Linked DNA regions of Sus scrofa: region 2 is linked to region 1. Evidence: chromatin contacts called from public HiChIP or PLAC-seq data. All regions are on one chromosome and are shown on one strand. The core of a region is the stretch at or near the end of the contact, and the rest is flanking DNA. Distances in the headings are between cores, read along the strand shown. Region 1 holds the start of GGCX (vitamin K-dependent gamma-carboxylase). Region 2 holds the start of RETSAT (all-trans-retinol 13,14-reductase).

Evidence for each region. HiChIP or PLAC-seq counts read pairs in DNA pulled down with a chosen protein or histone mark.
Region 2: an H3K27ac HiChIP or PLAC-seq map of alveolar macrophages shows a contact between it and region 1. The contact joins the promoter of RETSAT here to the promoter of GGCX in region 1. A contact is called at or near these places in 3 of 5 promoter capture datasets (fetal liver, fetal skeletal muscle and skeletal muscle), 4 of 47 Hi-C or Micro-C datasets (brain, heart right ventricle, liver and 1 more) and 1 of 2 datasets of contacts at active chromatin or transcription factors (alveolar macrophages).

Annotation. Positions count from the first base shown.
Region 1 is chr3:59,200,174-59,205,267 of Sscrofa11.1, forward strand. It overlaps GGCX (vitamin K-dependent gamma-carboxylase), which reads left to right and starts at 2,190. Exons shown (of 15, transcript XM_003354744.4): 1 at 2,190-2,354; 2 at 2,727-2,897; 3 at 4,101-4,259. The coding sequence starts at 2,312.
Region 2 is chr3:59,398,611-59,403,704 of Sscrofa11.1, forward strand. RETSAT (all-trans-retinol 13,14-reductase) reads left to right here and starts at 2,551. Exons shown (of 11, transcript XM_003124944.4): 1 at 2,551-2,928. The coding sequence starts at 2,760. It overlaps ELMOD3 (ELMO domain-containing protein 3), which reads right to left and starts at 2,583. Exons shown (of 13, transcript XM_005655213.2): 1 at 2,328-2,583; 2 at 993-1,161.

The sequences.
Region 1 (5,094 bases), core at 940-3,439:
CCACTGTGAGTCTGGCAACTTCCTGACATTTAATTTTTTTTTTTTGTCTGTCTTTTGTTGTTGTTGTTGTTGCTATTTCTTGGGCCGCTCCCGCGGCATATGGAGGTTCCCAGGCTAGGGGTCCAATCGGAGATGTAGCCACCGGCCTACGCCAGAGCCACAGCAACGCGGGATCTGAGCCACGTCTGCAACCTACACCACAGCTCACGGCAACGCCAGATCCTTAACCCACTGAGCAAGGCCAGGGACCGAGCCCGCAACCTCATGGTTCCTAGTCGGATTCGTTAACCACTGCGCCACGACGGGAACTCCCTTCCTGACATTTAAGACATTCTACATTTGCGAGGGCCTACTGTAGAACGGTGGGTTAAGAATCCAACTACAGCAGCTCAGGTCACTGAGATGGCATGGATTCAATTCCTGGCCCAGGAACTTCCATATGCTGCAGTTATGGCCATAAAAGAGAAGGAGAGAGAGAGATTGATTCTGCATTTGGAAGAGCTGTATAACTCAGTGAACCAATGTTTTCCAAATGACCGTATGTATGATTTTACAAATTCATGCATGACTAAAGGGTCTATTCAAAGTGCAAGACATACCAATGATTTTAATGTAACAGAGCAAAAAGTTTATTATTGACTTCTGATTTCACATCTGACTAACCTTTTAAAAGCCATTTATAAGTTTAGGTGGGGCATCACACCTTCATTGTGGTATCCACAATCATCTAAACAGGCTATTAAAATGCTTTTCTTGGGGAGGCAGAACTGTGCTGGCAGCATGCAGAAGTTCCCAGGCCAGGGATCAAAGCTGTTTCACCACAGCAACCTGAGCCACAGGAGTGAAAACACCAGATCCTTAACCTGATGGGCCACCAGGGAATTCCTAGAATGCTTTTTTCCAACTAAATATCTATGGGGCCAGATTTCCTTCACATACTTAAATCAATGCCATTTCAGAACAGATGGAATATAGAAGCAGATATGAGAATCCAGCTCTCTTCAATTAAGCCAGATATTAATGAGATTTGCATGTAAAACAATATACTGCTCTCATGTAACTTTTTTTTGTGTGGAAAACATACTTTTTAATAAAAATGTTATGTAGACATGTAAAGAGTTTATTACTTTTTTCTATTAGTGAATCAACACTTTTATACATTTCTCAGTGTAAATTTCCAATATACTAAAAACAGAAAAACGTAACTCATATAAATAAAAGTTCTGGAGTTCCCATAATGGCACAGCGGAAACAAATCCAACTAGGAACCATGAGTTTGTGGGTTCGATCCCTGGCCTCGCTCAGTGGGTTAAGGATCCAGCACTGCCGTGAGCTGTGGTGTAGGTTGCAGATGAGGCTTGGATCTGGTGTTGCTGTGGTTCTGGCGTAAGCTGGCAGCTGTAGCTCGGATTAGACCCCTAGCCTGGGAACCTCCATATGCCACAGGTGCGGCCCTAAAAAGAACACATAAATAAATAAAAGTTCTTTTAGGGTTCTCGATAATGTGTGTAGCGCGGTGTAAAGGGGTTCTGAGAATAAGAATGTGAGAACACATGCTCTAAGATGCCTATGTCTGATCCTGCTGGCCAATCCCAGTGCAGAGAATTTGATGTTACAATGCTATTCAGACTCACCTAAGAATTTTCCTGATAGACCACACTCTAGTCACTGCCCCTACTCTGCATTCCCTCTGCGGTTATTTTTTTCGGTTCTCCCTGCTGTTTTCAAACCTCTGGTTCTTGGCAGGTACCAGAAAGACACATAAAGAAACTCGCACAGTCTCTACGCCGGGGCAGTTCTTCCAGGTGTGTCCTCACCTCGGCAGTGAACCTCTCTGGAAAGTCTGGCATTTGTGCCCACACTGCTCACATCAGGGAGCATCGAAGGGACACTACAGTAACGTGGAGAGGTCTACTGGGGTCCCGGGAGGGCCCCAGCGAAGTTGCAGGCATTTCGAGTCTAGGTTGAAAGAGAAAAGAGGGCTCCGGAGGCCTCTAGCGAAAGACTGGTCGTTCTGTAGAACTGAGGCGGATTCAGCTGCGTCTCCGTACCTCCTCCGTCACCCGGTAAAGTGAGGCCAGACCACGTCTCTTCGCGGCCTCGTCGCCCCGCCCCAAGGCCATTTGCTCCGCCCTCTGCCGCCAAGCGAGGGACCCGGTGCGGTAGACTAGGGCCCTTCACGACAGTCCGGGCGCTTTCCGGCTCGCCTCGCAGGTGCTGATGTGTCGGGGAGGCGGGGCTTGGGGGAGCCAGTCCCTGCGACGCTCCCTGCTCCGACGTGCAGCTGTGGTGGATCTAGCTCCCCGAGGCCATGGGGGTGTCTGCTCGGTCCGCGCGGGCCCAGCCCCACTCTGGTAGGCTCAGAACCCCGCCTTGTGGCTGTTAGAGAGGGGCGCTGGTTTCAGAGGGATGGAAGCGGGAACACTGCCCTGTGGAACCCGGGGAAGACTTGGTTGGGAATAGGCTTGTAGAGATGTTGCAGTCTTTGGCTTTGGGGTGGCTATGATATTCGGGGTGCTTTGCGGTTAGGAGGATATAGTCTGAAAAAGATTCTGGGGCATTGGGGGATCCTGGAGGAGGGGCTGCACTGCAGGGATGTTTCGGTTAGCCAGAGATCAGTGGGAGAACCCAGGTTGGCAGGAGCCTGGGACTGTGATATCTGGAGAAGCCTGTTTTAAAGCATCACCACCCAAACGCGCATTTCTCTCTCCACCTATTGGTTGCAGATAAAGTACAGAAAGACAAGTCTGGACAGACCTCAGGGCCCCCTCAGAGCAGCCGAATGGGGAAACTCTTGGGTTTTGAGTGGACAGATGTGTCCAGCTGGGGGAGACTGGTGACCCTGCTGAATAGACCAACGGATCCTGCAAGCCTGGCAGTCTTCCGTTTTCTCTTTGGTAAGTCCACTTTGGGGAGGGGCAGTGTGGTTGGGGGTGGGAGAATGACAATTGTCCCTTGTCCTTTTCTTGGCTACTTACCTGCTTAGTAGACTTACCTTGCTTTTCCTAAGACCAGAAGTTACTGATAATCTGTGAGAGGTCTTTGTGAACTTTAGGATCGAACCCAGGTTTGTCTCTTCCCATTAGGGTTTGGAGGCCAGAAATGCTTTGATCTGAGGCTATAGGAAATACAGAGTCAGAGGAACAGGAACCCGTATTATCTGTGGCATGAAGTTGCCCAGTAACTGCTTCAGAGAAATGGCAGGGGTGACAGGGCAGACATTCTGGCTATGGCTCTCTAATCCAGAGTCTAACTCATAGACCACAGCACATATGCTTGGAATGGGTGACAGATACAGTGACATTACTTCCTTTAGCCCAGTGGTTCTCAACTGGGAGCGATTTTGCTCTCCTAGGGATATTTGGCAATGTCTGTAGACATTTGTATTTGTCACAGCCTGGGATGGGGGACAAGGGGAATTGTTGGCTACTGGCGTCTACATAAAGCCAGGGATGCTGCCGAATGACCTAGGATCCACAGGATAGGCCTCCCAGCAAATAATTAACCAGCCCAAACTGTGAATAGTCCTGGGGTTGAGAAATCCTGCCTTAATGGAGCTGGCTTCCTAACCCAAATGTGCTGGTCAGATACTGCCAAGGGCTCCAGGAAGAGAAAGAGGTTGAGGAGCACCACCCCAGAACCCATTCTCTCTCTTTTTTTTTTTCTGATAGGCAAGAAATTGATTTATTAAGATAGGATGCTTGTGAGAGATGCAAGCAGGCAGGCAGGGAGGCTCTGCCCCAGAGCCCTTTCTGTAGCCAGTAGGACAGACCTTTACAAATATGACTATCAAAACACGAACAGCTTTTAGAGCATTTTGTACGCTTCTCTCCCTTAATCGTCTCTGAAACCCTGCACAATACGAGGAGCCCCCTTTCCCACATGGGGAATTGGCTCAGTGAAGTGCAGTGGCTTTCTGATCACACAGCTGGTATAATGCCCAGCACAGAGTGAATGCTCTGAAATTATTGTTGAATGAATTCTTTTCAGGGTTAGGAAAGAAGTCTGACTCTGGAGCCGGGTGTGCTCCCCTGTATTCCAGTGTGTCCCGTGGCTCCCTTTGCTGAGGCCTGACGGCCCCTCCTCCTCTGCCTTCTCAGGGCTGTTGATGGTGCTGGACATTCCCCAGGAGCGGGGGCTCAGCTCCCTGGACCGAAGATACCTGGATGGGCTGGAGGTTTGCCGCTTCCCTTTGCTGGATGCCCTGCAGCCACTGCCACTTGACTGGATGTATCTTGTCTACACCATCATGTTTCTGGGTGAGGGAAACTGTAGTCGAGATGGGAGTATTGACTGGCTTTCCTAAAACCCCTGAAATACAAAGCATGCTGGTGAATGACCAGGGTCCTCCTTATTTCACTTCTGTTGTGATTTATAACTTCATCCTGCTGACTTGGGTGATATCTGAGCTATGACCCTATAACTCTTTTTAAAAATATTAAAATAGGAGTTCCCTTGGAGTTCCCATCATGGCACAGTGGAAACGAATCTGACCAGGAACCATGAGGTTGTGGGTTTGATCCCTGGCCTCACTCAGTGGGTTAAGGATCTGGCATTGCTGTGAGCTGTGGTGTAGGTTGAAGACACGGCTCGGATCTGGTGCTGCTGTGGCTGTGGCATAGGCCAGCAGCTGTAGCTCCGATTTGACCCCTATCCTGGGAACCTCCATATGCCCCAGGTGTGGCCCTAAAAACCAAATAAATAAATAAAATAAAATAGTAGTTCCCATTGTGGCATAGTGGAGATGAATCCAACTAGCATCCATGAGGACTCGGGTTCAATCCCTGACCTTGCTCAGTGGGTCGCGGATCTGGTGTTGCCGTGAGCTGTGGTGTAGGTTGCAGACACAGTTTGGAGCTGGTGTTGCTGTGGCTGTGGCCGGCAGCTGTAGCTCTGATTCAACCCCTAGCCCAGGAACTTCCATGTTCTGCAGGTGCAGCCTCCCCCCCCATAAATAAATTTAAAATAGCATTTAATTTTAATCTATTTTTACCTGGTTATAAAATGTCTGATGATTTTTCTTGGTCACACCCACAGCCTGTCCCAGGGGAGCTGGGCCTTTGACCTCTTAATCCTCTCCCTCTCAAATCCCAG
Region 2 (5,094 bases), core at 1,301-3,800, 200 kb after region 1:
GCTCACGGCAACGCAGGATCCTTAACGCATGAGCAAGGTCAGGGATCAAACCCACGTCCTCATGGATGCTAGTCAGATTCATTAACTGCTGAGCCATGATGGGAACTCCCTGACTTTCCAAAGCTTTAAGCAGCTGTAAACATACTCTGAAGAAACAGGCTGCTTTAGCCAAAGTCTGCCTCTTACTCTGCCTGTCGGTGGATAGAAAGAAGGGGTTTGAGGGCTGTATCATTGTGTCCACTCACCACTGTGAGTGGTGGGGTCTGCTTCTGACATGAAGTCACTGAGATCTGGGGCAGTATCTCAAAGGGGTGGGGCTAATTTAGGGTGGCATGTCGGTGGGTGGTCTTTGCCATGGTGCTCAGGCTTTGCTGTAGTCTCAGACACAGGGTGAGCCTAACACTAGATGTGGCTCCTGCCATGGCAAAAACTCAAAACACAACACAATGCCTACCCTTCCCCAGTTAACACCCATACTAGACAGGTGGCAGCTGCCTAGCCTCCCACGAGTCTACCTTAGGAAAGAGGGCTGGACAGGCCCACACCTCATCATGGAGGAACTGACCATCATGGACGCCTATCAACAAAAATCTGGGCAAGGGGGCAGGTGGCCCACCTACAACTGACAGTCAGACCTCACAGACTTGGTTGACTAAGGAAGGAGGGCAGTGTTGCTTTGGTCAGCCTTCCACTGGGAGAATATGGTCTGGATTTCCTACAAACTGGCTGCCAGTAACAAAACGGACTCTGTCCGGGGCAGGGCACACTGCTTCCTAACACCAAGAGCAGGAACACCTCCCAGCTCTTGGGCTGGGCATTTGGCTCATTGTGATTGGGGGTGGGAGTGGCAGAGGGCAGTGCCCCTCCATCATGGCACCTCAGGAACTAGCTCTCTCTGTGTCCTCTGGAGTCTCAGCATCTGCCTCCCTTTCCTGTCCCTCCCCCTTGACCTCCACGACAGCATACGGCAAAACACTCACACATCAGCTAACCTCGGGAAGCGGACAGGCAGGTATGGTGACAGTAGTCTCAGGAAGGCTCTTCTGTTACTGGGCTCGAAATGAATCAAGCAGTGTAGAAGCATGACCAGCTTTACATGTCTGCTAGCGCCTTAGTTCTGGCTGGAACCCGGCTAGGGGCTTCAATAGGGACAGTTACTATCTGTAACAGAAGAGAAAAGGAGTAGAAACTGTCAAACAAGCAAGGACTCCAAGTTACAAAGTCACTCCTACCGATATTAGGCAAGTTTCTTACACCTGGGCCTGAGGAAATGGCCTTTCTGTAATGATGGATCCTTTCCAAATTCAGTATTTATGCTGCACGCACTTAAATTTTTTAATTAAAAAAATTTTTTTTTTAAATTGAAGTATAAGGAGTTCCCGTTGTGGCTCAGTGGGTTATGAACCCGACAAGCATCCATGAGGATGCAGGTGTGATCCCTGGCTTTGCTCGGTGGGTTAAGCATCTGGCATTACCTTGAGCTGTGGTGTAGGTCAAAGACTCCGCTTGGACCTGGTGTGGCTGTGGCCATGGCCGTGGCCGTGGCCAGCAGGTGGAGTTCCCATTCGACCCCTAGCTTGGGAACTTCCATATGCCGAGGGTAGTGCCCTAAAAAGAAAAAAAAGAAAAAAATTGAAGTATACTTGATTTACAGTGTTGTGTTAGTTTCTGGTGAACAGCACAGTAATTCAGATATATATATATATATATATATATATATATATATACACACACACATATATATACATACAGTATATTTTTATATCTGTACATATGTGTATTTATGTATACATATATGTGTGTATATGTTACTTTTCAGATCCTTTCCCATTATACGTTATTACAAAATATTGAACATAGTTTCCTGGGCTATACAGAAAGCCCTTGTTGTTTATGTTACGGTACATAGCATAGGTTAAAGTACATTCCCTTTAGGCAAGGAGCTACATTAAGGGGAATGATTTTAAGTTTAAGCTTGCTAGAGCTTAAACCCTCTAACTGTTTAATCTAGAAATTGGATCCACACCTTAAATATAAGGATTGGAAGTTACAAAGTTGCACCTACCTAAGGCAGTCTTTTCATCAGGCTTGTCACTGAAGGCTCCCCGCCCTCTCCAGCCCCCACCAGAAGCAACGCCAATCCCAAGAGAGCGCCGCGGCCAAAGCTGTCGCTTAATTGGGCGGAACAGAGCCGGGTGCTCGCCAGCTGCGGTGAACGGATCTCAAATAAGATCTCAATCCACTGAGACACCCAGACAGGGGCTGCAAAGGGACTCCAGACAAAAACTTTCTCACTGCTCGGTGGGGAAAATAGGAAACCAACTTGCCTCAGGTCATCCAGCGAGTTCTCAGCACAACCCAGGTCTCCTGTCTGCTAGTCGGGAGCCTCTCACTGTCCTGCAACGCTCAGCCTTACCTCCGCCCAGGAAGATCATTTCCACCCTACATTCCTCCTCCTCCTCCTCCGACCCTCGGGGCGGCCGGGCGGGTCCCCGAGTTCCCAGCGTTTTCGCAATTGGGGTCCGCAGCCCCGCTGCCCCCCACCTCCGCGCATGCGCACGGCCCTCCGCACAGCAGGCGAAGGAAGTACGAGGAGCGGGGAGGGTCAATCTGCGCTGGAGACTTGGTCTCTGGCCAAAAGATCTGGGCGCATCAGCGGCCAAAGCTATTTCCGCCTACTCTGTGGGGCAACAGGCTAATTGGGCAGAGCCGCGGCCGCAGTCGGAGCAGACGGGTTCCCCACACCTGAAGCCGGCGCGATGTGGCTGTCGCTGCTGCTGCTGGCTGCGCTGCTGCTGGCCGTCCTCGGCCAAGTTTACAAGTGGCTGTTTGCAGGCAGCTCTCCGAACCCCTTCTCCGAGGACGTTAAGAGGCCACCCGCACCCCTCGTGACGGACAAGGAAGCCAGGAAGAAGGTTCTCAAACAAGGTCAGCTGGAGGGATCCCCGGGGTCCGAGGCTGCGCCCGCACTTCCTTGCGGGTTAGTGTTCCTATTTCCGCAGGGCCAGCCGCTGCGCGACCCCGGCGTTAGTTTCCCGAGATTTAAGTGCGGGGAGGGCTTTGTTGCAGGTGGAGGCGCCTGCTTTAGTGTGCATATCCACCACCTGCGAGAGCCTTCACCCCCGCAGACTTGTGGAATCGTGGTCTCAAGGCGCGGGCACTGACCTCGGCGAACCAGTCTTGGCATAGCCACATGCAGGGCCAGCCACTTAGTATAGCCGTGGTTAGGCACGGCTAAACAAGAGAGAAGACCTTTTCCCCCACTTGGCTTGAAGACCTTAATTTTTTTCACTTGGCTTCCAACATGAGTTCCAGGACGTGGGAGAGTGGCCCAGAAACCTTTATAGGAACTTGCATTTGGCCCGTCAAGTGATTTGATTGGCTCTCATGTGATGAACCAGGGTTCAACGGGGTGCCTTCAGGCTTTGAGCTGCCCTTGACCAGAGGACCTGCACTGTTATGTTCAAAAAGTATTTGAGGGTTTCACACAAACACACGCTAAAAAAGGAGTTCCTGTCGTGGCTTGGCAGTTAATGAACCCAACTAGTATCTGCGAGGACACAGGTTCAATCCCTGGCCTCGCTCGGTGGGTTAAGGACCTGGCATTGCCCTGAGTTGTGGTGTAGGTTGCAGATGCGGCTCTGATTCACCCCCTAGCCTGGGAACCTCCATATACCTCGGGTGCAGCCTCTAAAGACAAAAGACGATAAAAAAAAAAGTATTTGAGGGTTTCTACTAGGGCTTAAAGAAAGAATTCTGCTGCTTAAAAAAAAAGAAAGAAAATGAGATGACTAGTTTCAACTGTTTTTCAAACCGGATTGTGATCTCTTAGTGGCTCTTGAAATCAGTTTGGTGAGTTGTGACTAGTATTTCTGAATGCAGTAGAATGGAAAATATCAAAATGCCTCCTATGCAGTTCTGGCAAATAATGTGAAAATTCTATTTCAGGTGTTTATATTATATACTAACACATGTCCTGGGGTGTGATAGGAAGTGTATTTCTCGTTATAGATCCTTTTAAGAACGTTTATAAAGTTAAAATTTTACCAAGCTCTCTAGCAGCTTGAAAAACTCCAAAACTCAGTTCTTCAGGAGCGATCTTGTGTACGAAGTGCCCATGTGGCACCACATGCCATCCAATTTTGTCTTGCCTGGGTGCAGCCTCCTCCAACCCTGTCTCCAGGCTTCCCCAGTGTGAGGGGGCAGTGCTGTGATTTTTCAGAGCAGTTCTGTCCTGCCCAGGCCTCTGCATCCAGATCTGGAAGAACCATCATATGACTGGGCTGTTCCTCTGCCACCTGCAGACCCTGTATTTTCCAACAATAACCTGTTTGTGGATGGCCTGTTCCTTGTGCCAGAAGCCTGCCCCATGGTATTCTTGGCCCCCACCTCCTGTTTCCTTTCTTCCTAGCTCTCTCTCTGTCTGCACTTAGGTTTCTGAGCCTCTATTGCTGTCAGCTTTTTTGGTTCCTATAGTAGTTTATGGATTCTTACTTTCTTTGTAAGTAGGGAAGGAGTTCCCTGGTGGCTCAGTGGGTTAAGGATCCGGCACTGTCACTACTGCTGTGGCTTGGGGTTCAATCCCTGTCCTGAGAACTTTTGCATGCCAAGGGGGCAGACAAAAAAAAAAAGAAAAAGAAAAAGAGAAAAATAGGAGTTCCCATCATGGCTCTGTGGTTAATGAATCCAACTCGGAACCATGAGGTTGCAGGTTTGATCCCTGGCCTCGCTCAGTGGGTTAAGGATCCGGCGTTGCCATGAGCTGTGGTGTAGGTTGCAGACACAGCTCGGATCCAGAGTGGCTGCGGCTCTGGCATAGACTGGTGGCTACAGCTCCTATTGGACCTCTAGCCTGGGAGCCTCCATATGCCGCGGGTGTGGCCCTAGGAAAAAAAAAAAAAAAAAAAAAGGAAAGAAAGAAAAGAACAGAAAGCAGGGAAAATCCCCGGCTACATAGTAGCTTTGGTTGTGTCAGTTCGGATCAAACCGGATCATTTTGTTTCACCTCCCTGGCTGGTCCTGAGTTCTTCCCAGGTAAAATGGTTGGGTATTTTAGTGAGGGAGCTCCATGCCAAAGGGCTCTAGAGTTTTCAT